7 separate regions of the Mus musculus genome follow, and all the other regions are linked to region 7. A link is a contact called in public Hi-C and promoter capture Hi-C data. All regions are on one chromosome and are shown on one strand. Each heading gives the region's core, a stretch centred on a gene start, on an enhancer-like site or on the middle of the called end of the contact. The rest is flanking DNA. Distances are from core to core; before and after follow the strand shown. Region 1 holds the start of Rab1a (RAB1A, member RAS oncogene family). Region 2 holds the start of Cep68 (centrosomal protein 68). Region 3 holds the start of Slc1a4 (solute carrier family 1 (glutamate/neutral amino acid transporter), member 4). Region 4 has its middle 36 kb from the start of B3gnt2. Region 5 overlaps Commd1 (COMM domain containing 1). Region 6 overlaps Slc1a4 (solute carrier family 1 (glutamate/neutral amino acid transporter), member 4). Region 7 holds the start of Mdh1 (malate dehydrogenase 1, NAD (soluble)).

What was found. Promoter capture Hi-C pulls out the DNA fragments that hold promoters and counts their contacts. Hi-C and Micro-C count contacts between places; a contact is called where the count stands out from the background. Capture Hi-C pulls out chosen DNA fragments and counts their contacts.
Region 1: a Hi-C map of muscle stem cells shows a contact between it and region 7, with 4 times the contacts expected there. The contact joins the promoter of Rab1a here to the promoter of Mdh1 in region 7. A contact is called at or near these places in 5 of 39 promoter capture datasets (the C10 cell line, hippocampal neurons, liver and 1 more), 3 of 484 Hi-C or Micro-C datasets (CD4 T cells, muscle stem cells and uterus), 4 of 115 datasets of contacts at active chromatin or transcription factors (Th17 cells, astrocytes, large pre-B cells and 1 more) and 1 of 9 other capture datasets (liver).
Region 2: a contact with region 7 is called in a promoter capture Hi-C map of liver, with 5 times the contacts expected there. The contact joins the promoter of Cep68 here to the promoter of Mdh1 in region 7. A contact is called at or near these places in 4 of 39 promoter capture datasets (the C10 cell line, hippocampal neurons, liver and 1 more), 2 of 484 Hi-C or Micro-C datasets (CD4 T cells and natural killer cells), 5 of 115 datasets of contacts at active chromatin or transcription factors (astrocytes, double positive thymocytes, pancreatic cancer cells and 2 more) and 2 of 9 other capture datasets (adipose tissue and liver).
Region 3: a promoter capture Hi-C map of adipose tissue shows a contact between it and region 7, with 5 times the contacts expected there. The contact joins the promoter of Slc1a4 here to the promoter of Mdh1 in region 7. A contact is called at or near these places in 6 of 39 promoter capture datasets (the C10 cell line, cranial neural crest, liver and 2 more), 5 of 484 Hi-C or Micro-C datasets (B cells, CD4 T cells and CD8 T cells), 3 of 115 datasets of contacts at active chromatin or transcription factors (large pre-B cells, memory CD8 T cells and pro-B cells) and 2 of 9 other capture datasets (adipose tissue and liver).
Region 4: a contact with region 7 is called in a promoter capture Hi-C map of the HPC-7 cell line, with 3 times the contacts expected there. The contact joins the enhancer-like site here to the promoter of Mdh1 in region 7. A contact is called at or near these places in 6 of 39 promoter capture datasets (the HPC-7 cell line, cranial neural crest, hippocampal neurons and 2 more).
Region 5: a promoter capture Hi-C map of hippocampal neurons shows a contact between it and region 7, with 3 times the contacts expected there. The contact joins the enhancer-like site here to the promoter of Mdh1 in region 7. A contact is called at or near these places in 8 of 39 promoter capture datasets (the C10 cell line, the HPC-7 cell line, HPC-7-derived erythroid cells and 4 more).
Region 6: a contact with region 7 is called in a promoter capture Hi-C map of pre-B cells, with 5 times the contacts expected there. The contact joins the enhancer-like site here to the promoter of Mdh1 in region 7. A contact is called at or near these places in 1 of 39 promoter capture datasets (pre-B cells), 1 of 484 Hi-C or Micro-C datasets (CD4 T cells), 2 of 115 datasets of contacts at active chromatin or transcription factors (large pre-B cells and pro-B cells) and 2 of 9 other capture datasets (adipose tissue and liver).

Annotation. Positions count from the first base shown.
Region 1 is chr11:20,199,197-20,203,056 of GRCm38.p6, forward strand. Rab1a (RAB1A, member RAS oncogene family) reads left to right here and starts at 2,216. Exons shown (of 6, transcript NM_008996.4): 1 at 2,216-2,456. The coding sequence starts at 2,434.
Region 2 is chr11:20,247,005-20,250,796 of GRCm38.p6, forward strand. Cep68 (centrosomal protein 68) reads right to left here and starts at 2,420. Exons shown (of 7, transcript NM_172260.3): 1 at 2,303-2,420.
Region 3 is chr11:20,331,391-20,335,325 of GRCm38.p6, forward strand. It overlaps Slc1a4 (solute carrier family 1 (glutamate/neutral amino acid transporter), member 4), which reads right to left and starts at 1,323. Exons shown (of 8, transcript NM_018861.3): 1 at 556-1,323. The coding sequence starts at 1,082. It also overlaps the pseudogene Gm12033.
Region 4 is chr11:22,822,366-22,825,980 of GRCm38.p6, forward strand. No RefSeq gene overlaps it. Among named protein-coding and RNA genes, the nearest start is that of B3gnt2, 36 kb to the right of the region's middle. Within about 2 kb of position 1,881, at least 24 of the 459 cell types and tissues checked have an H3K27ac peak or open chromatin away from gene starts, as enhancers often do. A contact at or near this core is called in the HPC-7 cell line, where this site is marked.
Region 5 is chr11:22,898,425-22,902,526 of GRCm38.p6, forward strand. Commd1 (COMM domain containing 1) reads right to left here. Exons shown (of 3, transcript NM_144514.2): 3 at 1,304-1,633. The coding sequence ends at 1,526. Among named protein-coding and RNA genes, the nearest start is that of Gm24917, 32 kb to the left of the region's middle. Within about 2 kb of position 1,812, at least 7 of the 459 cell types and tissues checked have an H3K27ac peak or open chromatin away from gene starts, as enhancers often do.
Region 6 is chr11:20,311,798-20,315,789 of GRCm38.p6, forward strand. Slc1a4 (solute carrier family 1 (glutamate/neutral amino acid transporter), member 4) reads right to left here. Exons shown (of 8, transcript NM_018861.3): 4 at 2,119-2,285. Among named protein-coding and RNA genes, the nearest start is that of Slc1a4, 19 kb to the right of the region's middle. Within about 2 kb of position 2,689, at least 6 of the 459 cell types and tissues checked have an H3K27ac peak or open chromatin away from gene starts, as enhancers often do. A contact at or near this core is called in pre-B cells and pro-B cells, where this site is marked.
Region 7 is chr11:21,569,633-21,573,273 of GRCm38.p6, forward strand. It overlaps Mdh1 (malate dehydrogenase 1, NAD (soluble)), which reads right to left and starts at 2,302. Exons shown (of 9, transcript NM_008618.3): 1 at 2,098-2,302. The coding sequence starts at 2,100. Wdpcp (WD repeat containing planar cell polarity effector) reads left to right here and starts at 2,649. Exons shown (of 18, transcript NM_145425.3): 1 at 2,649-2,738.

The DNA of each region.
Region 1 (3,860 bases), core at 966-3,465, 1.4 Mb before region 7:
TCAATGAAAGTGGAGCAAATTTATCTCCAAAGAGACAGAGATTTAAAAAATGGAGTTTTGGTGGTAGTATCTGTATGTATGGGGGTAGTGCACTCCATAGTGTTTTTCTTTCTGAGTGTCTGCTTTCTTCCTTAATCTTTATGTTTAAGTCTATATTAAAATATCAGTAATAAAACCCCAGCTAGGGCTGGAGAGATGGCTTCTCTGGTAAGGACACTTTTTGTTCTTGCTGAGGACCTGTTTTCAGTTCCCAGAACCCAGCATAACCAACTATAACTCACGTTTCAGAGTATCAAATGCCCTATTCTGGGCTTTGAGGCCAAGAGGCACATGCATGGCACACCACACACACACATACACACACAGGCAAGAGACACTCATACATAAAATTAAATGACAGATTTGGGGTGGGTGTTGGGACAGAGGTTCACTATGTAGCTCTGTTCTGGAACTTGCTATGTAGACCAGGCTGGTTTCAAACTCACAGAGAAGCACCCATCTCTGCCTCCTGAGGGCTGGGGTCAAAGGCATGCTATGTCTGGCTTACATGATAAATCCTAAGACAAAACAAAACAACAATAACAACAAAATTTTTGCTTGAAAAATTGAGTTTAGGACACTTCAGAGTTTTTATTCTGTGAAATGATAAGAGGAAGTATGGTGGGCTTTAGGGTCCAGGGCTGTAAACCTCCATCTAGGGTCATTTCAGAAGTTAGTATGGAAAAGAACCCAGGAGGCAGAGGCCAGGGAAACACTGAGTTCGAGGCCAGCCTGGTCTACAGAGGGAGTTCCAGGACAGCTAGGGCTACACAGAGAAACTCTGCCTCAGAAAACCAAAAACCAAAACCCAGACAATAACAAGAAAACTCCCAAAACTATGTATGTGTGGTCTGATGAGGCTGTCAGGACACACGGAGGAACGCCAGAGGGATGTGTAAATATGTTCTGAGTATATGGTTAGTCATGAGAACAGCCTCTTTTGCATATTTTGATGTCACAGAAATTCAGAAATTAAAAGTAAATCTACAGTTGGCCCCAGGAGATAATATTCTTGCTTAGAACAAGTTGGAAGATAAACTTTGGTCAGTGTATTATACTATGCCCTTTGTAATAAATAACGCAAGATAATGCGTTAAAGTTTAGCGGAGATTTAAATTCCTGAGCTGATTAAAGTTGACACCATTAGGTCTAAAAAAATGTATTAATATTAGTTCTGGAGTCCGTACTGAAGAGTTTCATGGCTTAAAAAAAAATACTTATTACTGCCCAGTTGTGCAGACGGACACAGAATTAGTACTAATAAAAAACAAAGAGCAGCAAAAGCAACTGCAACCCCCCCCCCTCAAAAAAAACAAAAACAAAACTTAACAACCCAACCCAACCCAACCCTATCCCGGAAAACAATTCAACTTTTAAGTCTAGGCCTCAAGTAGGAGGAGAAGACTGGTTAAGGCTGACTTTAGCCTGTGTCTCAACAGCACAATGTTAAAGGTTGGAGGTCGAGATGGAGGAGCAGTTTCAGACAGGGAAATCTGGCTGTGTGAGCAGAAGAGAGACTAGAACAGGGTCCATTTGCAGCTATTGCAACATCAAGTTGCTAGAGTAAAACGGTAAAAAAAAAAAAAAAAAAATTAGAGAAGGAGTCGGGTGAGTGAGAAAGCGCAAGGTCTACAGAGGCCGCTTGAGTTTCCTGCTGTCCTTAGAGCAGCCTCAGACCCTGATGGTGATGGCCCCTGTGGTCTTGCCTGAGCAGAGCTCGTCAAGCTGTCTCCACCCCTCCTCACTGTCCCAGGCTTCCTGGGAGCCCCCTCCCCCTCTGCTGCGGCACCGCCCTCCGCCGAGTTCCTTCCTCCTCCCCTCCCGATGGGGCACCGACTCGCCCTGCTGCCACGTCTCACTGATGACATCAACACAGCCCGGTCGGCCTTAGCCAATCCGCTAGGGGGAGTCCGAGCGAAGTCCTAGCCAGCAGGCCAGCGGGGAGGGGAGCAGGAAGGGCGGGGTGTGGGGGTGAGGGAATCGGGACGGGGCGGGCTACAAGCTCGAAAGTGCGCATGCGTTCAGGGCGCGGGGCCTAGTGGGAAGCTGAGTGCAGACAGCCCTCGGCCCGGTCGGGCTGCCCAGCGCGCGGTGTGCTCATGACTCTCTTTCCCAGCGTGCCCCGCGACGCTGCCGCCCTCTGGGCCGCGCCAGGCCCCTTGGCCTAGGCTTCCCCAGTTCCTGGTTCGCCGGCGGCCATTTTGGGTGGAAGCGATCACTGAGTGGCGGCGGCTGCTGATTGTGTTCTAAGGGTCGGAGTGGGGTCGACGTTTGCTCTACCGGAACAGCTTAGCTCATTCCTCCCTTTCCATTACCTGTGGCGCGGAGAGTTGGGGCGGCGGCTGCGTCAGCAAGGGCGGTGGTGGCGGCGGCGGCGGCGGCAGCTGCAGTGACATGTCCAGCATGAATCCCGAATAGTGAGTGCAGGAGAGCCGGGGCGGGCCGGGGTGAGAGCGGCCGGCCGGGGGTGAGGGCCGCCGGGAGGTTCGCTGCGCAGCGCCGGGAAGGTCGGCCGGGCGAAGGAGACGGAGCAGCCTGAGGGCCCCATTGTCTGAAGGCCGAGGGCCGCAGCGCAGCGGGGAGGGGTCGGGCCTGCGGGCCGGGTCCCGACCGCAGCCGGCGGGGAGCTAGGTGCCGCGGCTGGGCGTTGGGGAGAGGGCCTCGGACAGTAGCCAGGAGGGGCGCGTCTCTGGAGGCAGTGACGGCTGGAGGAGGACTTGGTTTTAAGGGGAGGTAGGTGGGAGAGCTCTGCTAGAGGGCACTGTCAGACCCTGCGCCGGCTCTGCGGAGCTGTCAGCGTCGGCTTTACTTGTAAATCCCGAGCTTGTTAGAGCTCTCTCCCTGTTGGGTTTTAGGTAATATGGATGCTTCTTGGGACTGCGTGGGCTTGAGGGGGATGAGGAGATGGTGAGGAGCTATTTATAATGTTTAGTTTTCTTTTGGGCTTGTCTCCTGGGAGAGTTCTGTGAGACTTGTGAGACGTGACCCTTACAAAATCCTGGACATTTGTGAAATTTTTGGTTTAGGGGAGACATGAGTCTCCCAGTCACCTTTTGTCTCCAGTAGGTTAAGAAGAAGAAAAAGAAGAACAAAACTGAACTAAAAATAAACTAGAAATGTCTTCCTGGTACCACCAAGTTAAAGTACAAGTTTGCAGACAGTTTTGAAAAGAAACTAATGGGGCCTTTGATGATAGAGTTGTATGTAGGTTTTAGATTACCTGCTTGAATGCCTGTAGATAGGAAATGAGGTTCCATGACGTGTCATGAAAAGTTAATGCATTCCTTTTTCTTGCTTACTCAAGAAGTCACTGTAGCAGATGTGACACACCTGGCACCTTTCATGGGAACTGCGCTTCTCCTTTCTTGGATAGACATTGTTAGGCTCTCTCTTTGAACCCAAAATTCTCCTATGGTTTCCATATATGAAAATAACTTTAAGAGATGCCATTTTTATTATACTTTAGTGTCAGAAATCTTTAAGGGAGAGGGATTTTTGTTGGTTTTTAATAAGAGAAATCACTATTGCCGTAAAAGCTGGGCTTTATTTGTTGCTTTGGTCAGTTACCGCTAAGTGTGCCCCCATGAAAGGTCCAACCATCAGCTCGGCTGACTTGTCATGTGCGTGTCACATGACTCTTGCAAAAGACATTCTAAGTTCAGGTTTTCTAAGACTGGTTTAATACTGAAATGGTTTTTCCGTTTGTGTTAAGCAGAGGTCTTAGTATCTTGGTAGAATTTTACATACTTTTTTTTATTGTGTGTGTGATGCCTGTGATTGCAGGTGCACAGGTGTCACCTTGCTTGCTTCAGAGGTCAGGG
Region 2 (3,792 bases), core at 1,170-3,669, 1.3 Mb before region 7:
CAACATTTCTGTTCTGACAAGTGCTGTCTGTGTACCCATGGCCACTGACAGCCACCTGTACTGGCAGGGATGCCCCTTTCAGTTTGGGGCCTCAACAATGAAACGTCACAGGACTCACAGGTAGCGAGAAATGCCATAAATACCCAGCAGCAGATCATGTCTAGTAAGCAAGAAAGAGGAAGGGAGCGAGTGGGAAGATGGAGCCCAGCAGGGCTTGGAGCTTCAAGGCTTCTGGAGTGTCACAGTGGAGGTCACGCTAGGCAGGACGGCAACAGTGAAGTCCGTAATGACAAAAGAGAAGACAGACTTGAGCTGGCTCTGAGGCTAGCTTCAAGCAGGGTGGATATCAGGAAAACTGTGGTCACAGATTGAAGAAAGGAGACACGTTCTCACAAACTGCCCTCTCCCCACCACATGCAGTATGCTGCCTCTGACCTCCACACAAAATAACTGTTTCACATGATGGGGATTCCTGAGGAGAGCTATAGTGAGGGACAGATACAAGCGACACACACTGCATACACATATGAAAACTTCCTCTTTAGAATTAGCTTTGAGGTTTTATTTTTGTGTACATGTATGTTGTACCTACAGAAGTCAGAAGAGGGGTGGGTCCCCTGGGACTGAAGTTGTAGAGGCCAGGTTGGTGTTGGGAACTGAGCCTGGGTCCTCTAGAACGGCAGCCAGTGCACATAACTGCTAAGCGAGCTCTCCAGCCCCTATATGAAATGTTCAAAAAATTAAAATTTTTAAGAAATTTCAACTTTGTGGTCATGTGGGTGGATAGTGGTGGTGTAGTGGTACTGCCCTGACAGAGGGGTGGGCAGTGGTGGCCCAAGGCCTGGTACATATTTTCAGAGCCTCTTCCTGCCACAACAGGGTAAGGACTTTAAAAGCATAAATCTAAGAATACTCTCTGGGGTCAGAGCAGCAATCACAAAAGGTTTGAGGGATGGCCTCAAGACAGAAAGACAGACACCAGAAGAAGCAAGAGTTATACAGATATTTGGTAGTGGTACCTGGGTGGGTGGGTGGGTGGGGCATCTTAAGACAGGTCTCTGTGTTTATATAGCTCAGTCTCAGAGATCCACCTGCCTCTCTCTCCCGAGTGCTCTGGTAGGTCTAAGTATTTCTTCTTATCTTAGGTATTTTATAAACCTTGGAATTGGCACTATTACTCTTCCTAGCCATGTTTTTTTGTCCTGTCGTGCTGGGGCCTAAATTCCACTTTATAGATGAGAGAACTAAGGCACACGTGAATTTATCCTGAATTAGTAGTATGAAAGGGACTAAAGTCTGAATTGATTCAGAGAGCCCAGCTGCTTCCTTAACCTGTAAAAATAATCCAACAACTTAAAGGCTTTTAAAAGTTCCGGTTCCCTCAACGTTGGGCTTCACTTGTTCTTGTTTTCTTTTGGTTTCCTTCCCTTACAGACCTTTCATCCTGTTAGGGGGCGGGGAAACCACTTCATTGCCAACCCAGGCCCATATGGGCTGCCCAGAGAAGGGTATGTTTTTCAGTTGTGGGGGTAGGGAAAAAGTTTTTAAAAGCTTCTGTGATGATGTGAAGCTGGGTTCCCTTACACCCACTGTTCCTAAGTGATCCAGAATTTAACCCAGTCCGCTGGAGAGAACTAGGTGAGTAGTGGCTTGTATTTGAACCAAGCCCAAAGCAAAAAGTGTCGCAAGCTGTATACCAGACTACCTCTTTCCTTGTCTCGGACCCCATCAATTCCCAGTAAGGTCTACTCTGCTCGGGCACTGGGAGTTTTTAGCTTTTATTATTATTTTTTTAATTTTTAATTGAATAAAACATGGTAATTATAAAATTACTAAGTTTGGGGCATGTGCTCCCGGGCTGCTGAGACTGGCTAACAGGTGACAGATGACAAGGGTAGATCTTAGAGATAAAAAGTGCGCCGCTTTGCTTTCCTCCTCCGGATGCGTTCACTGGGCCATGGAAGCAGCAGCCGTCCAGACGCGAGCGGCTGTGGCTGTGACCCGCCGGTTCTCCGCGACCAAGGTCGACGCGCGCACAGCTGCATGGGGCTGCCAGAGGTGCGGCCCCACGCGCTCTGCAGGCCGCGCTGGCCCTCCACAGCCTGCCCCTCCGCTCGCCTCCACCCGGCACGGTCCGCAAGATGGAGGCGAACGCGCGAGGCGCCCCCATCGCGGCCAGCCTTTGTGCCCTCCAGGCCGCGGGCCTCCCCCAGGGTCCCCCACGCGGAGCCCCGGGCACGAGGGGAATGCCCCGACTCGAGTCTTGGCGCCGCGACACTCGAGCCGGCCACAGCCTTTTTACCTCACTCCACACCGCCGCACGTCCCGAGCGACCCGCGTAGCTGGGCCAGGGTCCCAGGCGGCGACGACGGGGCCTCCCGCGGGCGCCCGCACTCCTGGGGAGGGAGGGCCAGGCGCCCGCCACGCCCTCCGCCCTTGCCGCTTCTCCGCGGAGGACGCCCCATGAAGCAACCAATCCAAACTCTCCGTTCGGATGCTTCACCAATCCACAGCTCGTATCTGCCATGGGAACCCGCCCCCTGCAGGACCCTGGCCTATGGGTGGCCGGAGCTTCTTTCTCCGCTGTCCGGACGCGCGTGCCAGCTGGGTGTTCGCGGTCCTGGCGTCCACGCAGGCCCACGCGGATAGCAAGGCGCGCTCTCCGCGGATCGAAGGCTTGCGGTGTTTGGGTCGACGTGCTCTCCGCGGCTGGGAGGGTGGTTCCAGGCTTGGTGCTCCCCTTTTGCGTTGTGTGGAACCCCCAGGGCATGTCCGAATCTGGGCATCGGGCAGAAGTTGGGCGAGGGGACCAGGTGTGGGTCGAGCTCCCTCCCTCCCCCCACCCCCGGCCCCTCGCCACCGTCCTGAGACTCTGAGGCTCAGGAGGCCCAGCCTGTCTCACCAGTAGTGGGAGAAGGGACTTCCACAGTGTTCTGGGCCTGTGAAGTTTAGAGAAGGAGCTGGACTGATCTTAACACGACAGAGACTTAATCCAACCTAAGACCACAAACTTAACTGCCAGGCTGGCCTGCCTGGCCATAGTGCTCCTTCTGCCTCGGCTTCCCCAGTGCAGGGAGTACAGGCAAACCCTATCATGCCCAGCTTTTTATTTGGCTTTGTTTTGTGTGTGTGTGTGTGTGTGTGTGTGTGTGTGTGTGTGTGTGTGGAGAGAGAGAGAGAGAGAGAGAGAGAGAGAGAGAGAGAGAGAGAGAGAGAGTGAGTGTAAATTTCATCGTATCCCAGGCTGAATTTGAACTCCTGATTTTGTCCCAGTCTTCCCCATACTGGGTGTTTTAAAGTAAAAGTGTATTGTTATATGCAAGGCCTTGAATTCTCTCTTCAACCCAGAAGGAAAAAGTTAAAAAGGAATTCAGAACCGAAATGTGTCAAATAGGTAGGTAGCATTTACCAGCGTGTATCCAGTTACTTGTTTAAAGGAAAAAATAAATAAAGGACGTATGAAGTCATTTAGCAGTAAATATGGTAATGCGATTGAGCACCTGGATGGTCTCAACCAGATGTGTTCTGTACTCTTCTTTGACTTTGGCCCAGCGGCCTTCTCTAAGTGTTCTTGCTCAGTTGGAAGGGCGTCCTGAAACACAGAAGCCCAGGAACCACACTGCTCTAAGAGGAAGCCTCCTAACTGAGGTGTTGCAGCTCCCAGGGGGAGGGTATCCCCAGCTCAGCCCCACTCCTGTTCTTTCCTTCTCTTCATTGCTTCTTGGCTTCTGATGAGAGAGTACCACCAGGCAGCAAAGCTCATAAAAGATATTTATTGGAGGGTCCAAAATG
Region 3 (3,935 bases), core at 73-2,572, 1.2 Mb before region 7:
AAGAAATAACGCTAGGCCCCATGATCCTGACCAAGAACGTCCACAACCTGTCCTAAGCCTGAGAGGCAGTCACGTAGCTGGGCAACGGGCTCCACATAACTAACTCCAGTTTTATTATTCTTGGACACATCCATAATTCTGCTGAAAATTGCCAACTTCCTTCCAGACCAAAGGCTGAATCAGAGAAAACCTCAGACTACAAGCTGGATAGCTCCTCTGGTGAAAGTCACTCAATGTCCTGGAAGCTTTGGGGTGATGTAGGGGAGAAAACAGGAACAATTAAAAAAACGAAACAAAACAAACAAACAAAACTGAGAGAGCCCAGTGTAAGGAGTAAAGCACAACTGAGAAGGTATACACTTAACATCCCACCTAACGGAAAATCGGTTCCAGCAAAAAGCTGTGGCCTCCAGTCTTTAAAGGTGTGGCCAGCACGTAGCCCAGACGTAAATATGAAATTTAGTGTTAAGGGCCAACAGTAACTGAATTAACTCTAGGTGATATGAGTGCACGTGGCGTCTCCCGCCGTGCCTTTGGCGGGGTGGAGAGCAGTACCTGAGTAAATCGAGGAAAGAGTCCACTGTCTCTTTGGAGACCGGAGGAGGCCCTGAGTTCTCCAGCCCCAGGCTGCTGGACTGGAGGGTCTGCGCGCCCGCCCCTGGCTTGATGATGAACGCCAGAGCAACGGCGAGAGCCGAGGCGCTCAGCGTGGTGAGGCCGAAGTAAGCAACAGCGATGCCACCCAGACGCCCGAGGGAGCTGGCATCCAGGGAGGCGGCTCCCGACACCAGGCTGCAAACCACCAGCGGCAGGATGATCATGCGCAGCATGCGGAGCAGCATCTCGCCCGGGAAGGCCAGGTAAGTGATCTGGGTGCGGGTGAGCTGCAGCCCCCTCAGCGCCGCGCCCATGCCGGCACCCACCAACACTCCCGACACGGTGAGCAGCACCAGCGCGTGGCGCCGAAAAAAGCTAGCACAGCGCTGCGATTTGCCCATCGCCGTCTCGGGCGTTCGGGGCCCGGCCGCAGGCTCTGCCTGGGTGCCGTCGAGGTAGCCGTTGGTCTCGCCGCTCTTCTCCATGTCGTTGCCCACCGCTCTAAGCGGTAACACTCAAGGAACTTGGAGAAAAGACCGGTTTCGAATGAATGGATCAGGCGGAGACAGTGGCCTGTGCCAGCTGCGGCTTCCGAGCTCTGTGAGTCCCTACAGGAACACTTTTCAGAAAGATAAAAGAGAGACGTGGGTTGTGGGTTGGAGCCCAGGCAGAGCAGACCGCGCCGCGCCCAGCCTTCTTTCAGAGCCGCTGCAGGCTGGAGATGATGCAACGCAGGAGGCACGCTGGAGGCTGCAGCCTAGGAAGGAGGGCGGGGCTTGAGCTCGCCCCGCCCATGTAGGCGCACCTCCGATGTTACGACCAATTAGAACCCTGAATATCCGTTCCCCACCTCCCTGACGTTTCCCAGGTCCCGCCCTTCTCCCACCCTCCGGGAGGCACAGCAAAGAGAGTGAGAGACAGGCAGGCTGGGCTCTCCCGACGGGGCGTGAGGCCATCGGCCAATCCTGTCTCCTGGCAGCTTTCAGTCCTACTGTCCAGGCCTCGGGGAGAGAGGGAGGGGAGCGTCTGGAACGCCTCGGCAGTTCTTCTCCTCAGCTGGTGGAGGAGGGGAGCCCTCGGAGGTTGGTGCCCGCCCTCCGCTAGGGAGTCCGGAACGACCCAACCTCCATCCTGCGGGAAATCCTTTCTTCTAAGGGCTCTGTAGGCTTTCCTGGTACAGAGACAAAGGAGTGGGTGGATGGGGGAAAGTCTCATTGCGTGCACGTACAAGACTCTAGCAGAGCTTTACCCTTAGGTGACCAGCGAGTCCGGGTGGCACTATGCACAGTGCCAAGGGTGAGCCACTGCGTGCACTAGCGCCCTCTGGGGCGAGTCCATTGGACTCTGGGGAGAAGCCTGGTGTGTGCAGGCTGAAGACGTAAAACTCTCCCAGAGAAACAGAGCTCTAACGCCACCACTTTCGGTGGCGTGTCTGCCATGTAACTTAAGCTGAAACACAAGCGGGATTTTAACCACCCCCTTCCGGGTCTCCAGACTTGGCACGCCAACAGTTCAGTCAAGTGTTTGGCCAGTCTGAAAGATGGTTCAATGGATTTTTTAAAAATGCCATTTATTTACTATCTTCCCGGGCCACAGCAGATAAAAAGGGAAACCTTGGCAGTCGTTTATTGTGTTATTTATTTATTTATTTATTTATTTTTCCCTATTCTGCTTTTGAAAAGAACTACCTCCCCAGACCTCCAAGAAAGCCCTAGTTAGGTGTAGCTGAGTTAAAGAGGAAGACAATGTGAAGTAAAGTAATTTTGAAGTATACCATAACAGAAACCTGTGCAAATCAATATGTCCTGTCGAGGTGTAAAACGTCCAATTGTTGAGACAGCAAAGAGTTCCTTACATGAAGCCATTTAGCTGTCATGTACAGCTTGTTGAAATAGGAGCTTATTGGTGGGAGGGAGGTGTGTTCATTAGATGAGGACCTATACATATTTTTATCTTGTTTCCCAGAACATGGTTTACCTCTCTGTGCAAGGATGGATGATTCCTACAGACCCATGTTCCTCATTTCCAGGTAGCTCTGCCTCCTTTTTCCTAAGCTGCTGCTTTTATGCAAAAGACTGAAGTCATGTTCCAGAAGTGGGTTTCCAATTGCCTGCTTTACAGCTCCACCCAGACATTCTGCAGCATCTCAGCTCAGCATATTCCGAATCAGATTTGTGATTGTCTCCTCCAGCCTGTTACTGCTATCATTATGATCTGCCTCTGTGAACCTTCATGTTTAAGTTTTCTCTAGTCTGATCTGTTGTTAAGCCCCATGACTCATGTTGAAATGTCCTTTCTCTCCTCTACTTCCACTAGCCATGCTGTTGACTGCATGCTAGTGCTTGACAAATTCTTCCTTTGTGGCCCAAGCAGGCCTTGAACTCAGAATCTCCCCTGCCTCTATGTAGAGATTTGGTTTGTTGCTATGTATTGTAATGCTAAATACTGGCCCTTGTTGCCTAGGGGACTAGAAGATCCTCACAGTACATCAACGTGATACTATGTAACCTTGCCCCTCAAGTTATCCCTGATTGGTCAATAAAGATGCAGACAGCCTATAGCTGGGCAGAAGAGAGGCAGGTGAGGTTTCAGTTCCTGGGCTTGGGGTCTGAGGCAGGACCATGAGAGGGAGGAAAGAAGGTGGAGAGAGGAGACACCAGGGGATAGGTAAATCATGAAAACATGGCCATAAAGGCTAGCCAGTTCAAGTAAGAGCAGCCTAGGCAGAACGTGGCAAGTTATATCTCGGGGTCATTGATAGGGAAGTAGGCAAAATAGCTTAGAGGGGCGACATCTGCCCAGCTCTAGTGCTTTAAAGGCTTCTTTTTTTTTTTTTTTTTTTTTTTGGGTGCAGCGAACTTTATTGATGGTATTCAAGAGAGTAGGGAGGGCTCCCTAGGCCCCTCCTGTTATTATGGGGGTCTGGGATGGAAATTGTGAGGGAGATGCTCAGTGTTGGGGGCCGAGTTGGGATAGGGCCTCTCTTGCTCAGTGTCCTTGCTGGGGTGGGTGGTCCAGGGTTTCTTACTCCTTGGAGGCCATGTAGGCCATGAGGTCCACCACCCTGTTGCTGTAGCCGTATTCATTGTCATACCAGGAAATGAGCTTGACAAAGTTGTCATTGAGAGCAATGCCAGCCCCGGCATCGAAGGTGGAAGAGTGGGAGTTGCTGTTGAAGTCGCAGGAGACAACCTGGTCCTCAGTGTAGCCCAAGATGCCCTTCAGTGGGCCCTCAGATGCCTGCTTCACCACCTTCTTGATGTCATCATACTTGGCAGGTTTCTCCAGGCGGCACGTCAGATCCACGACGGACACATTGGGGGTAGGAACACGGAAGG
Region 4 (3,615 bases), core at 631-3,130, 1.3 Mb after region 7:
TTCTTTATGAGGCCAAGACCCTGCTGAGGAGACCTCATGTGCGGACAGTAGAGAGGCTGATGCTCTCTCCTCCACCTTACACACCAAGCAAGAGTCTCACTTGAACCAAGTCTACAGCAAAAAATGGCTTGCAGCCTTTCTTCTCGGATGTTTAAGCGAGGTTGTTCAGCTTCATGATTCAGCACTGGTAATCTTATGCCTGTTGTTAATACTTCTGCAGATCTGAGGTCATTATCAGGTTCCTCTGAACTAGGAGCTCTGCATCTTTAGGGATTGTCTAGTGTCCGGTGGCTTGTTACAGATGCTTTCCCAAGACCCTACTCTTCCACTGTGCTGTTAATATTTCATTGTGACTTATTCTGAGTTTTACAGCCACGCCAATATTTCCCAGAAAGACAGAAATACCTTAGTGAGAATCTCTACAGATATGGGTCCAGCCGTGATGAAAGTTCCATGTATGGAGTGAAGGGTTTGGGGTTTCCACGTATGAATTGCAGGGGTTGGAAGGCCTGAGTGCTAGGCCAGGAGTGAAGATGAGGGGTGGGGTGGGGTGGGGTGACTGAGGATAAATATCCACTCCTCTATGTAAAGGGGTCAAAACTGCCGACGAATCACCGAGACTATGAAGAGTAACCTAGTCTACTTACTGCTAAACTCATGGAGGATGCCACCCTGGCTTTGAGTTTAACTCTGCCCCATCTAGCAGCCTCTTTATCTGAAATGAAGACCAGCAGACCCTATCAGCATTTCTATCTGACTTCTGAAACTTCTAGAACTCAGCTGCGGGGTCCTAACTCTCTGTGGTCTGTAACCAACAATGTACATACATTGAGATGTATTTACTGTATGATTTATGTTACTATCAGGAGTTAAGATTGGAATGCAGAACCTGTGCGCTCCTTGGTCAGGACAATCAAGACAAGCAGGGAAATCTGGCAAATCGCTGCCAAAGAAGCTAACATACCTTGTGAATTTACTGTTAAATACATTTTGATATTGTGGAGAGACAAGATGTTTGTCTGTCTCTGACAGTCCCAGCAGGCTCCAGAAACAAGTTGTGTTGTACAATAATTTCAACTCCTCATCTGGCAGAAGAAGAAATACCAGATTGTAATCCAATTGTTCATGCTGAGACTCAGGTCTCAAAATGAATCATGAAATATGGGCTAGGCACCAAAGCAAAGCAGAGGCAGCTTGAAGTTAGAATCCAGGAGAACCGTGCGGCCTGAAGAAGCTCTTGAGGTAAGGGACCAGGGTCCACAGCTAACCATCTGGCTACCCTGCACCAGCAGCTCCCTCAAACAAAGCAATGGGGCAGGGTAGACAGAAAGGATACAATAGTGAGATACCATGCAACAGACACATCCCTCCACAGTCTGTCATCTAACTTCAACAACAGCACCATGCTCACCGAGCTCACTCAAGGATCGCCTATTGGTCGCTGATTACTAACAAGGGATGGATGCAGCTGATCTCAGGACGGAACATGACTGCCCCTCCGGGAAGGAGTTTTCGTTCACTTTCTCAGGAAAACTCAAGAACAAATACTAGATTCAAATTAAGTCAGTCTGTGTGACATCTTAGGAAATACCGTAGGAGTTTTAACCACCATCGATTCAACTCTCATACATCTTTTTTCTGTAAACAACACTGTGCTTGTTCATTCTGCAACTACCAACCGAGCTAGCTGGTTATGGGCTGGTCGCTAGCCAGAAACAACTTCTTGGCCCTTATGGAACTTCCTACCACTTTCACATAAAAACCAGGGGAGAACAAGCTAAACTCAAAATCAGCCCATCAAGTTGTTATATGACATTGTGAGAAACACCTTAAGAACCTTGAACTGTTGGAACAGGAAGCCACTATGCCCAGGAAATGACTGTTATCTGTCCCGCACAGCACTCCTGCTTCCATGCAACCATCTAATGAGCAGGCAGGGGCTCACAGTGTCATGGAATCAGAAGGCTACAGTTTTAGTGTCAACGGAGACCTTGGGCCTTTGTCTTGCCACCAGCACTGCAGGTCTGTGTACTGGATCCGCCAAAGAGTTGAGCTCTCTGAAGGGGAGAGGGAGTCCAATCTCACTTCCAACGCTGCAGCTGCTCCAGAGTCTGTGGCAGGCATTGGGATGCTGGAAGCTGAGGGGTGCAGCACAGCTGAAGGCTAGGAGCCAAGGTCAGGGCCACTGAGCAGGAAGTGAGGTCGATAGGCTGGAGCAGCTTTCAACAATGAAAGCTTCAGGAGAGAACTCTTCCCCAGTGTTACAGCTCTATTCGACAGACGAGACACTCTTGGACTGTCTTTGATGAAATAGCTCGTGCACTTTAGTCCTTGTGGATAGATAGGGTCTTATATGCATTTGGGGGTGATTTGGGGTATAAAAGCAGAAGCTTTCTCCTGGCTTGATTTGAGATGTTAGAGATGCCTCATCTGCGTGTGGAGGGGCTTCGGGTGTTGCCCCTGTGTGACTGATTGTCACAGTCCTCTCCATGGAGTGTCGTGGTCCTGTGATCCAGGACAGGACCCTGATCGGGAGTAGATGGAAATGCCTACTGTACTCAGACATGAGAGTACTGGGATTTCCGAATCTGCTCAACTTTGCCAAGTTTTCTGTCTGATGGCATGGTCCACTGCCCCACATAGCACTAGGAAGGTCAGGGGAAGTTCATCCCATTCTGGGAGACATAGTAAAAGCACATTTCTGATGCCCAGTGACCTTCAGAGCAACTGATATAAGAGGAGCAGTAGCCGGGCGTGGTGGCTCACGCCTTTAATCCCAGCACTCGGGAGGCAGAGACAGGCAGATTTCTGAGTTCGAGGCCAGCCTGGTCTACAGAGTGAGTTCCAGGACAGCCAGGGCTATACAGAGAAACCCTGTCTCAAAAAAAAAAAAAAAAAAAAAAAAAAAAAAAGAGGAGCAGTATAATTTATTCAGTGTGATACCCTTATCTCAAGAATTGGAATTGGGGCCCATGGACATTTTATTGATTTAGGGTCAATTAAATGTTATTCTAATACAAATTTACTAAGATATAACTTTCCTGTTTTTTTTTTTTTATTGTTCTGACAAAATACATCACAGAAATAAGGGACAATGTAGTAGGACCCAGAGGGGGAATGCTTTATGGGTAATTCAGTGTCTCTCTCTCTCTCTCTCTCTCTCTCTCTCTCTCTCTGAGGGGGAATGCTTTATGGGTAATTCAGTGTCTCTCTCTCTCTCTCTCTCTCTCTCTCTCTCTCTCTCTCTCCCTCCCTCCCTCCCTCCCTCCCTCTTCCTTCTTTTCTTTCTAAGATTTATTTTTTACTTATACGTATGCATGTGGGCTGCATGAGTTTGTGTACATAAGTGTGTAGATGCCCACAGAGACCAGGAGGTGGCATCAGATCTCCTGGTGCTAGAATTATACATAGTTGTGAGCTGCCATGTGTGTGTGCTAGGAATTGAATAATAAGTACTCTTAACCTCTGAGCCATCTCTTCAACCCCACTAGCTGGTTTTCTACATTTTCCTTGTCATTTTATCTGTGGTCCCAAACTCCAAAATGGTGCCACCATAATCAGCTCTTCCCCCACTGCCCCTCCCCCACCCCATTACCACGGCCCACATGTAATCAA
Region 5 (4,102 bases), core at 562-3,061, 1.3 Mb after region 7:
GAGTTAAAGGTTTGGTCATTTGCCTGTGGTGCTGCTGGGAGGTGGGATCCAGTGGACAGAATTTAGGTCAGTAGGGACACACCCATGGAGGAGGCTGCAAGTCTGCTTCTTTCCAATCTCTCAGAGCTTCCTGGCTGCAGGAAGTGTGTAATTAGGCTTCACTGCTTTCTGCCAGGATGCTCTGCCTCTCAGGCTCAAAACAAGGGAGCCAAGAGACCATGGACTGAACCCTCCAAATTGGTGAGCCAAGATGAACCTGTTTCCTCAACTGGTGATGCTCCAAGCATTGTGTCTCAACAAAGGAAAGTCCATTAAAATACTTCTACTCAAACAGTTTTCATTACATTAGTCCCTCTCTCTTACTCTGGGTAGACATGCATATTTGCATGTCCTTGCGTACATCTGTGGTCTGGTGCACATGCATGTGGAGGCCAGAAGTTGATGTTGGGTTTCTTTCTTGTGCGTGCGTGCACACCCTGTGAGAAAATCACTTGCTGCCATCATGTATGACAATCAGAGTTCAAGCCCTAGAACCCACATTATGGAAGGAGAGAATGAAATTTCCTTGTCTTCTGCCTTCTACAGGCATTCTGTAGCATGTGTGTTCTATCCCACATACATACATACACATACAAACTAAGAATGTAATTTTTAAAAAGCTTGAGTATCCCTAGTCTGATTAAACCCAACCTCTAGATTTATACCACACCTATTCAACTCCATCAGCTGGTCCCAGGAGAATCTCACTAGATTCCAGTTTAATCTTGTTCAGGTAGGCAGGTTCTACTACACTGCAGCTTAGAGCACACACTGGTGAGCACTATCTACACGACTGTAATGCCTTCCTCACTTTCTGAGGGTGAATATCCAGAATATTATATGATACACAATGTGTCCTGTGTGGATGACTAACAGCTCTCCCAAGAACAAACAACAGCTGGAAAGAATTCTAAAGTGTCAATTCTGTTGACCCTGAGGCTCTGAGGTGAACCTGCCTCACCTCCTTGCACACTAAATGAGTGCTTACCCTCCAGCCTCCTGTTTAATTTCACTTTTTGTTTGTTTTTACTTATTTGAGACAGGGTTACTTTAGGTAAACCTGACTGAACTGGAACTCAGAGATCTGCCTGCATCTGCCTCCCAAGTGCTGGGATTAATAAAAGTGTGTGTACCACCACTTGGCAAATTTCAGTATGTTTTTATAAATGTCCCTCATAATCTTTATGCATGCTAAAATATGAGACCCTCTCCAGTGGAACAGATGGGAAAATAAAGAACCCAACAAGCAGAGACAAGCAAGATTGGACTTTGAGAGGTTTCTCTTTTTTACCCACTTTTTAAAATATATTTTTATTTATTCTTGAAGACTTTCATGCATGTATACAATGTCTTTTGGTAACACCAGTGGGCAAACAGGACTTTCAAAGGGTCAGTGGAGAAAGTCTGTGAGCAGCTTCACTTCAAACGCCCCTTCCTCCAGCCTTCAGTTAGGCTGCCTGCATCAGCCTATTGATACTCTCTTCAGTTAGGCTGCCTGCATCAGCCTGTTGATACTCTCTTCTACCTCTGACAGCTTCTTCAGGATTTGCTTGACTTTAACTTCATCAAATTCCAGACACAAAAATTCAGATTCCTGTAAAACACAAAAAGATGTTTAAGGAAAAACCTGCAAGACAGCAGTAGTGGTTTGAATGAAAATGGCCCCTAGGCACATACATTTGCATCCAGATGATGAGCAGGATGGGAAGGACTAGGAGTGGCCTTGCTGGAGGAAGTGTGTCACTGGAAATGGGCGTCAAGGTTTCAAAAGCCCAAGACCAATCTCCTTCCTCCACACCCCCTCTCTGCCTGCTGATCAGGATATAAAGCTCTCAGCTACTGCTCCAGCACCATGCCTGCTTGCTTCCTGCCGTGATGATCATGAACTAACCCTCTAAAACTGTACTTAAGCCCCCAAATGTAATGCTTTGGTAATAGTGTCTCCTCACAGTGACACAACAGTGACTAAGACTCGAGCTCTAGCTAAGGTTCTTTATCTGGCATGAGCAAGGTGCAGAGGCCCAGGGCCTAGCACAGCAAACCAGACTCCAGGCCTTTAAGCCTGTGTGATATTTTACCATACAAAGCATATCCACAGTATCCACAATAAAACACAAGCGTAAACAGAGACAGATGCCCTTGTTCTCATTATGAGAGGCTCTTCTGTCTGGCAGCTCAATTGACATGGTATAAATTTAAGGTAGGTACCTAGGTATTGCTACTTTGTGGATGAGAACTCTGAGGTCAGGAAAGGTTAACTTCCATCTAGAAATCTTTTAAATGACACAAGTCAGATAATTGAATTCTCAGCTCTGGCTGGCTTCAAAGTCAGTGCTGTCCCTACTTATATAATAATAAAAGAATTGTGATTTGTCTCTAGTTATCCTGGGCCATCTGCAACTCAGGCTAAAAAGAAATTGTGATAGGTTCACTGGGAAGTTTTAGATAGAAAACTATAAAGGATGACCAGATTTTGAAGTAGTAATAGATATTTCTCAGGTCCTTCTCCACGCAGTAAGACCTCTCTCACAAGATCTCCCTCCAATAAAGTCCCTTCAGTCACTCAGGATTGGTGAGCCAATCTAGGTAGTATCAAAAAGTAGGGTCTTTGATGTTTGTGTGGCAGAAATCTCACATGGCCCAGGTAACCCTAACTCTATATGGCCTTAAACGAGAAGAGCAAATCCAAGATAGTCTTTCCTACCTCATGAACAGTAACTTTAGACTAACATAAATGCTTACAGGTCTTACTTTCTAGAATATGAAATTAAGTTCTAGGTATGTCAAGGGACATGCCTAATGGCCTCTTGTCTGTTACAGGCAGAATCACAGGATTAATATTCTTATCTGTACATTTTCCTCTCTAAACATTAAAAGGGATCAAAATATCCTACCCCAAGAGTCTCTACTCTGATAAACGGATTGTTCTGAATTGAAGGTAACTGAGAATCATGGGATCCCTTGCTGGAGCTGCTTCTATCTGATTAAAGCAAAAACCTTCTGAGAAACGAGGAGCATGGGAGGAGACACAGTTGGCATAAAGTACAGGAACTCACTGACTAACCCTTGTCTACTGCTGTTCTTCTTGTCACTAACTGCTCCTAGGAGCCTCACTTATTGCTTTTCATAAAAAAGGTGTATAACCTTTTCAAGCCTGTGAGTTTTCAGTTTCAGTTTTCAGGTGTATGTGTGTGTGTGTGAGTGTGTGAGTGTGTGTGTGTGTATGTGTGTGTGTGTGTATGCACACACACATGTACAAACACATATGAAAGCCAGAGGTCAACCTGTGCTGTTGGTCCTCAGACATTTACCTTGGCTTTTGAGACAAAAATCTCTTAGTGGCAGGAGCTCACTGAGGGCAGGGCTGGTCTTCTGTCTTTCCAGCATGGTGATGACAAGCTTATGCTAACACACTTGGCTGTCTCAGGTGGGTTCCTCAGATTGAACTCAAGCCTTTCCATGCACTTTACTGACTAAACCATCCCCTAATCCCATAACTGTGACTCCCCCCACCCCCACAGGGCTTCATTCTCTGTGAAGTTCTAGCTTGCCTAGAACTTGTTATATAGACCAGGCTGGCCTCAAACTTAGAGTGATCTGAGTGCCTCTACCTCCTGAATGATGGGGGCAAAGGTGTGAACCACCACATCTGGCCTTTAAATTGATTTTTAACTGATAATGAAAACATTAAAAAGTTTAGATTTATTGGGTACCATGGGATATTTTGAAACTTGCATACACTGTCTAATGCTTAAATCAAGTCAAACATATCTATCTCATTTTTAAATGGTGAAAACACCAGTTCTTTCTTCTAGCCGTTGGAAATTGCAATGTATTGTCTATAGACATTTAACTGTGAAAGATCTTGCTCCCACCTATAACTTGGGACCCATTGGTTAAACTCCCCCTTCCATCCTCTCCAGCCTCTGGGTCACTGACACCCTGCTCTCACCTTCTGTGAAATCAACTGTTTGGGTGCTCAAGACTGAATCCAGGGCCTTATGCAAGTCACGCACGCATTTTACTACTGACCTGCAGTGACAACGAGATGGACTTGTATGCA
Region 6 (3,992 bases), core at 1,439-3,938, 1.3 Mb before region 7:
CAACCCAGGGAAGACTTTTGGAGATGTCAGGAAGACAGTTTCATTGTCACAACTCTGAAGGGCAGCTCTAGAGGCCGAAAGTCCCAGGGATAAGAAGTCTCACGTTCATCAACTGAATAACCAACTTGACACCGTCAACTGGGGGAGGCAGCCCTTAGGCTGTGTACTGCTCGTGGAAGCGTTCTCATCAGTGAACTGCCTGCTTGCACACCAGCCCACACTCTAACAGGGTAAACACACTGTTTTCAGTCATAAGCACTCTAACGTGGGATGTGGGAAAGCTGGTCTGCCAGTGCTTGGGGGATCCAGGCACAGGATAGAGTTCTAGATCATCCTTGCCTGCATAGCAAGTTCAAGGCCAGCCTGGGCTTCATGAGACAGTGTCTCACAGAACCAAGCCAAACCAAGCCAAATGTCAGTTCTTTCCCCCAGAAGAACAACAGTTAAAGAGGCATGTATGCAGTGAGAGCTGGTTTATGTGATTTTTTTTTTTTTTTTCACTGAGAAAGAGAAATGCTACTCATGGGGTCAGGGTTTGGCTTGTCAGATTCAAATTTCTCCTAAAAGCAGTCCAGTTGGTACCTAAGTCATCGAAGAGAGAGGTTCTGCGATCATTAGTGGTTGACAATAAGAGATACTTTGTATGTGAAGGAATAAACTAGCTTATTTGATTGTTTGTTTGTTTGGTTTGTTTCTTGAGACAGGGTCTCTCTGTGTAGCCATTGCTTTCCTAGAACTCTCTTTGTAGACCAGGCTGTTCTTGAACTCATACCTTGAACTCCACCTGCTTTTGCCTCCCAAGTGCTGGGATTAAAGGCATGCACCACCATGCCCAGCTTCATAAACTAGTTTTTAACAACTATTGGATAGCAACAGTTTGGATAACAACTAAAATTCAGAGGTCTGCCTAGGTGATGTGCTAGCTAGTTCTTATGTCAACTTGTCCTAGGTTAGCTCAGTCCTTGGGAAGAGAGAACATTATTGAGAAAATGCCCCATCTGATTGGCCTGTGGTGTAGTGTATTTTCCTGGTTGATGGTTGATATGAGAGGGCCCAGCTGACCTTGGCCAGCACTACCCTGAGGCAGGTGGTCGTGGGTGCTATAAAAAAAAGCAGGCTGAGCAGGCCATGAGGACAAGCCAGTAAGCAGCACCCTTCCATGGCCTCTACATTCCCTTCTGGCTCCTGGTCCTGCCCTGATGTCCTGCTATGATGGGATGGGATGTGAAAATGTAAGCTAAAATAACCCCTTCCTCCCCACGCTGTTTAAGGTCAAGGTGTTTTATCATAGCAATAGAAACCCTAACCAAGACAGGTGAAATGCCAGGAAAAGCTTTTAAGATATGAGGGCTGGAACTAGTCTGATTTCTCAGAAGTTGCTCTGAAGGAGGTGGTCAGATTGTTAAATTTTAGCCAGGACTCAAACTAATGGTTTTTATTGAGCAACCATCCTTTCCTTAATATTCCTTATAAATTAAAGGCTTTCATAAAAGACCATTTCAAGCTTTACCTAAGCAGGGGAGAGATACGTTTTTCCTCCTTGTTGTAAAAGGTCTTACCAATGATCTCCTTGAAGTTTAAAGTTTATCATTTTGAGATAAAAGAACCTTATTTTATGCAGGAGACAGCAAACTGGGCATGGTAAATATGTGAAATGACACTTGAACTCATACATGGATCGTGTTGATGTGAGTCCAGGGGTCAGTGTAGTTACTGTTTGGTAACAGTAACTATGTGCTCCCAGTTCTCTAGGACACCCAAACAAGAAGAGAAACTGTCGAATCACTTCTTTAAAGATTTAAAACATCGTCATCGTCGTCGTCATCATCATCATCATTAGAGAGGAAGAGGAGAGAGAGAGAGGGAGAGTGTTATGTGGGTACATGGGAAGGTTGCAAGACAACTTTTGAGCATGTTTTCTCCTCCCACCGTGAGTTCCAGAGATCAAACTCTGGTTAGGCTTGCTGCCCACTGAGCCATCTCCCTGGTCCACTGCTTTTTGTACCATGACAAGCTATGCTTCATCAACCTAACACTGGGCATGGGGGCAGGTTCCCAGAGGGTAACTTAGAGATGCCAGGGGCCAGTTAGAAGAAGAGATGGCAGAACGAAACTCACCACATGATCCATGACACCAGCACCATTGTGGCCTCATTGAAGGAATTGAAGAATCGGATGAGGTCTTCTCCCTCGGGGCCTAGCTTCTTTAGAGCCACTCCTAACACCAGGGCAAAAAGGACGAGACCTAAAATGTTCATCCCTTCCACATCTGTTACAACGGGGATCTGCAGATCAGAAGAAAGAGGAGTCAGATTCAGCAGGGAAGCGAGCGTGACGTGAGAGTGGATCTGTGCAGTGTCTGAAACACTGCAGAATAATCAAATAATTGTGCTCTTTCTAACTTTTAGTGAGTTATAAACAAAGGAGCAGAAAGCCGCAGGAGACAGAGTCGGAGGGTACACAGCCAGGAATGACTGCTCACGCCTGCAATCATAGCACTCAGGAGGTTCAGAGGGAGAAGCACTGAGGTTTCGAGGCTAGCCTGGGCTATAAAGTAAGACATTGCCTCAAAAGAACAAAACAGAAACAGAAACAAACAGAAACAGAAAAGCTGGCTGTTAGAACATTCCTTCAGAGACCCAAGGACCATAACTGCCATCTCCCACGTCAGCTCGTCTTTTGCGGTTTGGATCTTATACTGACCTCCCGTGAGACTTGTATAAGTCTCATGAGATTTTCAGGAGCCATGTGGGCTTTCCCCAAGTGTCTTCAGTAAGTCACCCACTGAAGATGTGTAGACATAACTGGGCGACTAGGGAAGGCAGAGGCAGGCCAAGCTCTGTGACTTTGAGGCCAGCCTGGTCTACAGAGTGTTCCAGGAAAGCTGGGAATCTCTGTCATGAAAAACTAAAAACCATAACTAAGAAGGGAAAAAAGAGAGAGAAAAAATAAAACAAAAAGAAAAGAAAAAAGATGTGTAGATATAACAGTGTGTCCCCAGCAATGCTGGCTTCCACGGCTGCAGCTGTTTAGAGTACACAGGCATCTCAGCCTGTCAAAACATCGCCACCAGGCATGATCTGATGCTGGAACTTAGTCCTTAGGAGGCCAGGGCAGCAGGATTCTAACTCAAGGCCACTGAGACTCCTTCTCACAAACAAACAGGGGCTGGGGAGACAGCCCGGTGCTCTTAAGGAGTGAGGACTGGAATTCAGTTCTCAGAATCTACAAGAGACAGCTCACAACCACATGACACTCCACCCCTGAGGGGGTCTAATGCCCTCTTCCAGTCTCCATAGATGGCTGTACTCAGGCATAGAACCCACACATGGACACATAATAACTAAAATAATTCTAATAAATTAGAATAATTTAGAATAAATAAGATAATTCTAGAAAAACCTTCATAAAGTGATGTATAAGAAACATGGTAAAAGCCCCAGATCGCTGTTCTGGCTCTGGGATTCACCACCTCCTATGAACCTTGGGTTCTAGCTCTCAGCCACTGTTTTTTACTTACTTACTATAAGCCCGGTTGTGTGCGCACTCATGACATGGCACCTGTGTGTTGATGCACACACACATGGGAATCAGAGAGGACAATGCTTTGGAGTCAGCTCTCCTGCACAGTGGATCCCATGGATCAAATGTGAATCACAAGAACCTAGCAGTGTGTGACTTAACCTGCTAGTCAGGTCACCAGCTCCTCAACTAATTTTTTAATACATGTTTTCTCTTTAAAAAAAAAAAAGGTTGGTAGAATTTTGAGCCCTTCAGTCCTTGTATGACAAGGCATGTCGGCTGGGTGGAGGGCAGAGTCACCCCTCTTTCCTGTGACAGCCCAGAGCAGTAAAAAATTATTGGGTTGGATAGTTCCAAGGTCCCTCATCCCTTCCAGCTCTGTCACAAAATCTAGGCCATGGCCCAGTAGCTGATAAACAGACCCTTAAATTTAACCACAAATATACTCTCAATAGAGTTCACTAATGTCC
Region 7 (3,641 bases), core at 1,052-3,551:
ACTTGTCACACACAGTGTAACAGTGCCAGTGTGGGTTACTATTCTCTGCTCAGATATCTGGGCATGTTGCCAACACCCAAAAAGGAATGGCTTCTCTCTTGCGGGGCATTAATGACCTTCCTGCGGTTACAGGCTGCTTTGAGAATGTATTGTTTAGTTGTAAAGCTTTAAGTTTTCCCTCTGTTATTCCCCAGAATAGCATTCTCTTTTTACTTTCTATTTGCACATTTTTCTGCAATATAAAAGACAAACAGTATCATTCAGATTCCTCTAGGTGTCCTTAGCTGATTCCCCTATGGACAATGACAGAGTTCCTTTTAAAAAGGATTTGAATTGTCAAAAAAAAAAAAAAAAGGACAGCTTTTTTTTTCTTTCTTTCTTTTTTTTTTTTTTTTTTTTTTCTTTTCTTTTTTTATGAGACAGGGTCTCCCTGTGCAGCCCTGGCTGGCCTGGAACTTAGTATGTAGTCCAAGCTGGTTTTGAAATCACAGAGCCTCCCAAGAGCTGGGATTTAGGACGTGTACCACCACGGTGACTGGAACTGACAGGTCTTTTCTAAAGCAGCAATTTGCTTGCATCCTCTTCCCAGGAGGCAAGATGGTTATGAATCATGTGAGACTGCAACATCACAGAACTCTTCTACCTGGAACAACTCATGTCTTCTGGCCCAGATGTGACCTTCTAAGGGTGAGGCCAGTTCCATCTAGTGAATAACAAACTCTACACTCTAACTAGGGGCCCTGGATCTCTCTGACCTTGGGAAATCAAGGACCATGACAGGCTGTTTTAAGATTAGATGAAACAATCCTTAAATGCCCCTTTAACTTCAGAATTTCAACACTCTGAATGACATGTAACAAAGCTATCAGATGTTACATGCTGATTCTGTGGACTTATTTCCTAAAGGGGATTATGAAGTGATTTGCCAAACACATAATACAATCCTGGTAAATGGGAAGAACAAGAGACCCTAGGTGCAAGCCTTATGACCTTGAGCAACTCGCATTCTGAGTCTCAACAAATTAAATTTTAGTATTTAAAGTGGGGTTTTGGATAAGATGATTGTAAAAAGGTTTTCATATAGGCCTAACAGCCTAAAGTCTGAAGTTCTTGGATAACTAGTGCCACTTTATTACTAAAATTATTAAGACAGAGACTGCTTAAGCCATAATTTAAATAACTACTTATGTGTCAAAATAACTAGGCAACAATGACTGGAAATTAGTAATTATTCCCTTAGGGTTTCTTATAGAGATTGAGGGAGTTTTTGTCCTTGTTTGAAAACATGTCTCCTTGGGTTCTGTGAAATTTCCAATTCATCCAAAAATTTTCAATTCATCTCACATTTCCCATCTTGATATTAAAGGACAACACGTATTTTTAAAATGTAAATTTCAAAGTACTTAGCAATTTCCAGTCTGGTGGCAAATGTCACCTTCAAACAGCATGAAGATTAGTCCTACGTCAGAGCTCTCTTTCACGTCACCCCCCTCCGCCCGCTGAGGACAAGATAGATCTAGAGCTTCAACAAGATGGTTACGTTACATCTGCAAGGAGGCCTTCAGAATTTATGACAGAGTAGTAAAGAATATCGGCACTGTTTGACTAGCGATGCTAGTCCTGTCATTACAAACGGAGATCAAGAATAGGTTTTCAGTAACATTTGTTTTCTTTTAAATCAAATATGGTGGAAACATGTCTCCTGAAAACTGGGATCATAACCTGGAGCACTACCGGTAAATCAACATCAGAGGCCTATTCTTTCCAAGAGCTTAAGAGGCAAAATAGTGTTAGGACCTAATTCTTCCCCTCCCATAATTCTCATCCCCCACAACAAATCCTTTAAGGTCCTTCGGAGAAAATTTTGTCCCTCCTGCGCAAGGACTGAGACCCGACTTTCCAAGGACAGTGATTTCTCTAGAGTCCTTGCGAACCCCTTTCCAGTATCTGGGTTACTGCGACAGTCGTGAGAATGAGTCAGATTTTGCAAACCGCGCGGAGGACAGCTCCCGGCATTACTGCTTTTTAAAAGCGCATCAAGCGCAGGAGGAGGCCGAGAGGCCGGAGCTGCTGCAGGTTCCAGGAGCCCACACTCACCATTATTGCAAACTGCAAGGCCGATCTCTGCACCTGCAAAAGGCAGTCTCCAGCAGTCAGGTCACCTCTACAGCGGAACAGACTCTGGGAGAGAACGCGGGGCTGGCCCGCAAAGGTTCGGCTGGAGACACGGCCCTTTCTGGGAAGTGTAGTTCTTCCGGCGACCTCTGGCGCCCACCTTCGTGCATTCCTGACAGTGCTAAACTACAATTCCCCCAAACCCCTTCTTCCTACGCGCCTCGCTGCAAAGTAGTCCCGGGGCTGAGCCTCGGTGATTGGAGCGCGTCTGTGAGCAGAGGGTTGGTGCTTTGAGTGAGGCGCCTGCCTGATGGCGCTCAGCAATTGGCAGGAGAGGAGGCGTTAACTCGAGGGAGGAGAAACGACCCCTGAGCGACAGCACACGTCGCTCCACCGAGAATCTATCCTCCCCCAAGACTAAACAAGGGCGGCTAAGAGACCTTCCGTTGCTTAAAGCCCGCTCGACCCGGAAACAAAACCTTTTAAAAACTCTCTCAGAGGCGGGAGGAATTGACGCTTGCGGAAGAACGGGCAGCTTCACCGTTGCTAGGCGACGAGGCAGCCTCACCTGAGCGCTCTCCAGACCAAGAGCTTGTGGAGCTGTGTTCTCACGTCCCAGGCTGGTGAGCTCGGCCCCGAGGGTTTTTATCTGGGGGTCAGAACAGGGTGCGGCACTGATGCGCGTATCCTGAATCCGAAGCCGGTGGTTGTGGGCGACCTCCGGAGTCCCCTGTTAGTGTCAGGAGCGTGTGGATGCCACAGTTTTCAGGAGGGACGAAGAGTGTCTTGCAGTTTGAGTCAGTGTAACTTTTCCAAAGTAAAGTCAGAAAGTTTTGTTTGTGGAGTGAGCCCCTTCCTTGTGTTTACTTGTGGTGTACCGATCTAATTTTCTTTGCCGACTGTGAATATTGACACTTTTTGCTCATTCTCTTTTTGGAAACCTGTTACTTCCAGGGGAAGTTGGGAGACACTGATTGTTTCAGGCGAAATGTTAGCAGCTAAAACATCTCAAGAGGCTTTCATTTAAAATGAAAGTTGTTAAGGGAAATCTGTATTCTCCGTTTGTTGTACGGATATTCGAAAACATGTGCCTTGGAACAGACCAATGAATATGCTCTTGGTCTAACGTCAGAATTTTCTGTCACTATTAAATGGATGGTGGATGGCTTCAGTTTTGTTTTTGGAAGATTTAGTATTTGGAGAGAGAAATATGATGCCTTAGTCAGGGCTTCTATTTCTGCGATGAAACACCATGACCAAAAGCAGGTTAGGGGAAAGGATTTATTTGGCCTACTCTTCCACATTTTGGCCCATCATTCGAGGAACTCAGAATAAGTAGGAATATGGAGGGCATGAGCTGTTGCAGAGACCATGGAGGAGTGCTGCTTATTGGTTTGTTCCTCATGGCTTGCTAAGTCTGCTTCTTTATAGAACCCAGGACCACCAGCCCAGAGATGGCAGCACCCATAAAGGACTGGGCTCTTCCCCATCAATCTGTAATTAAGAAAATGCCCTATGGGCTTGTC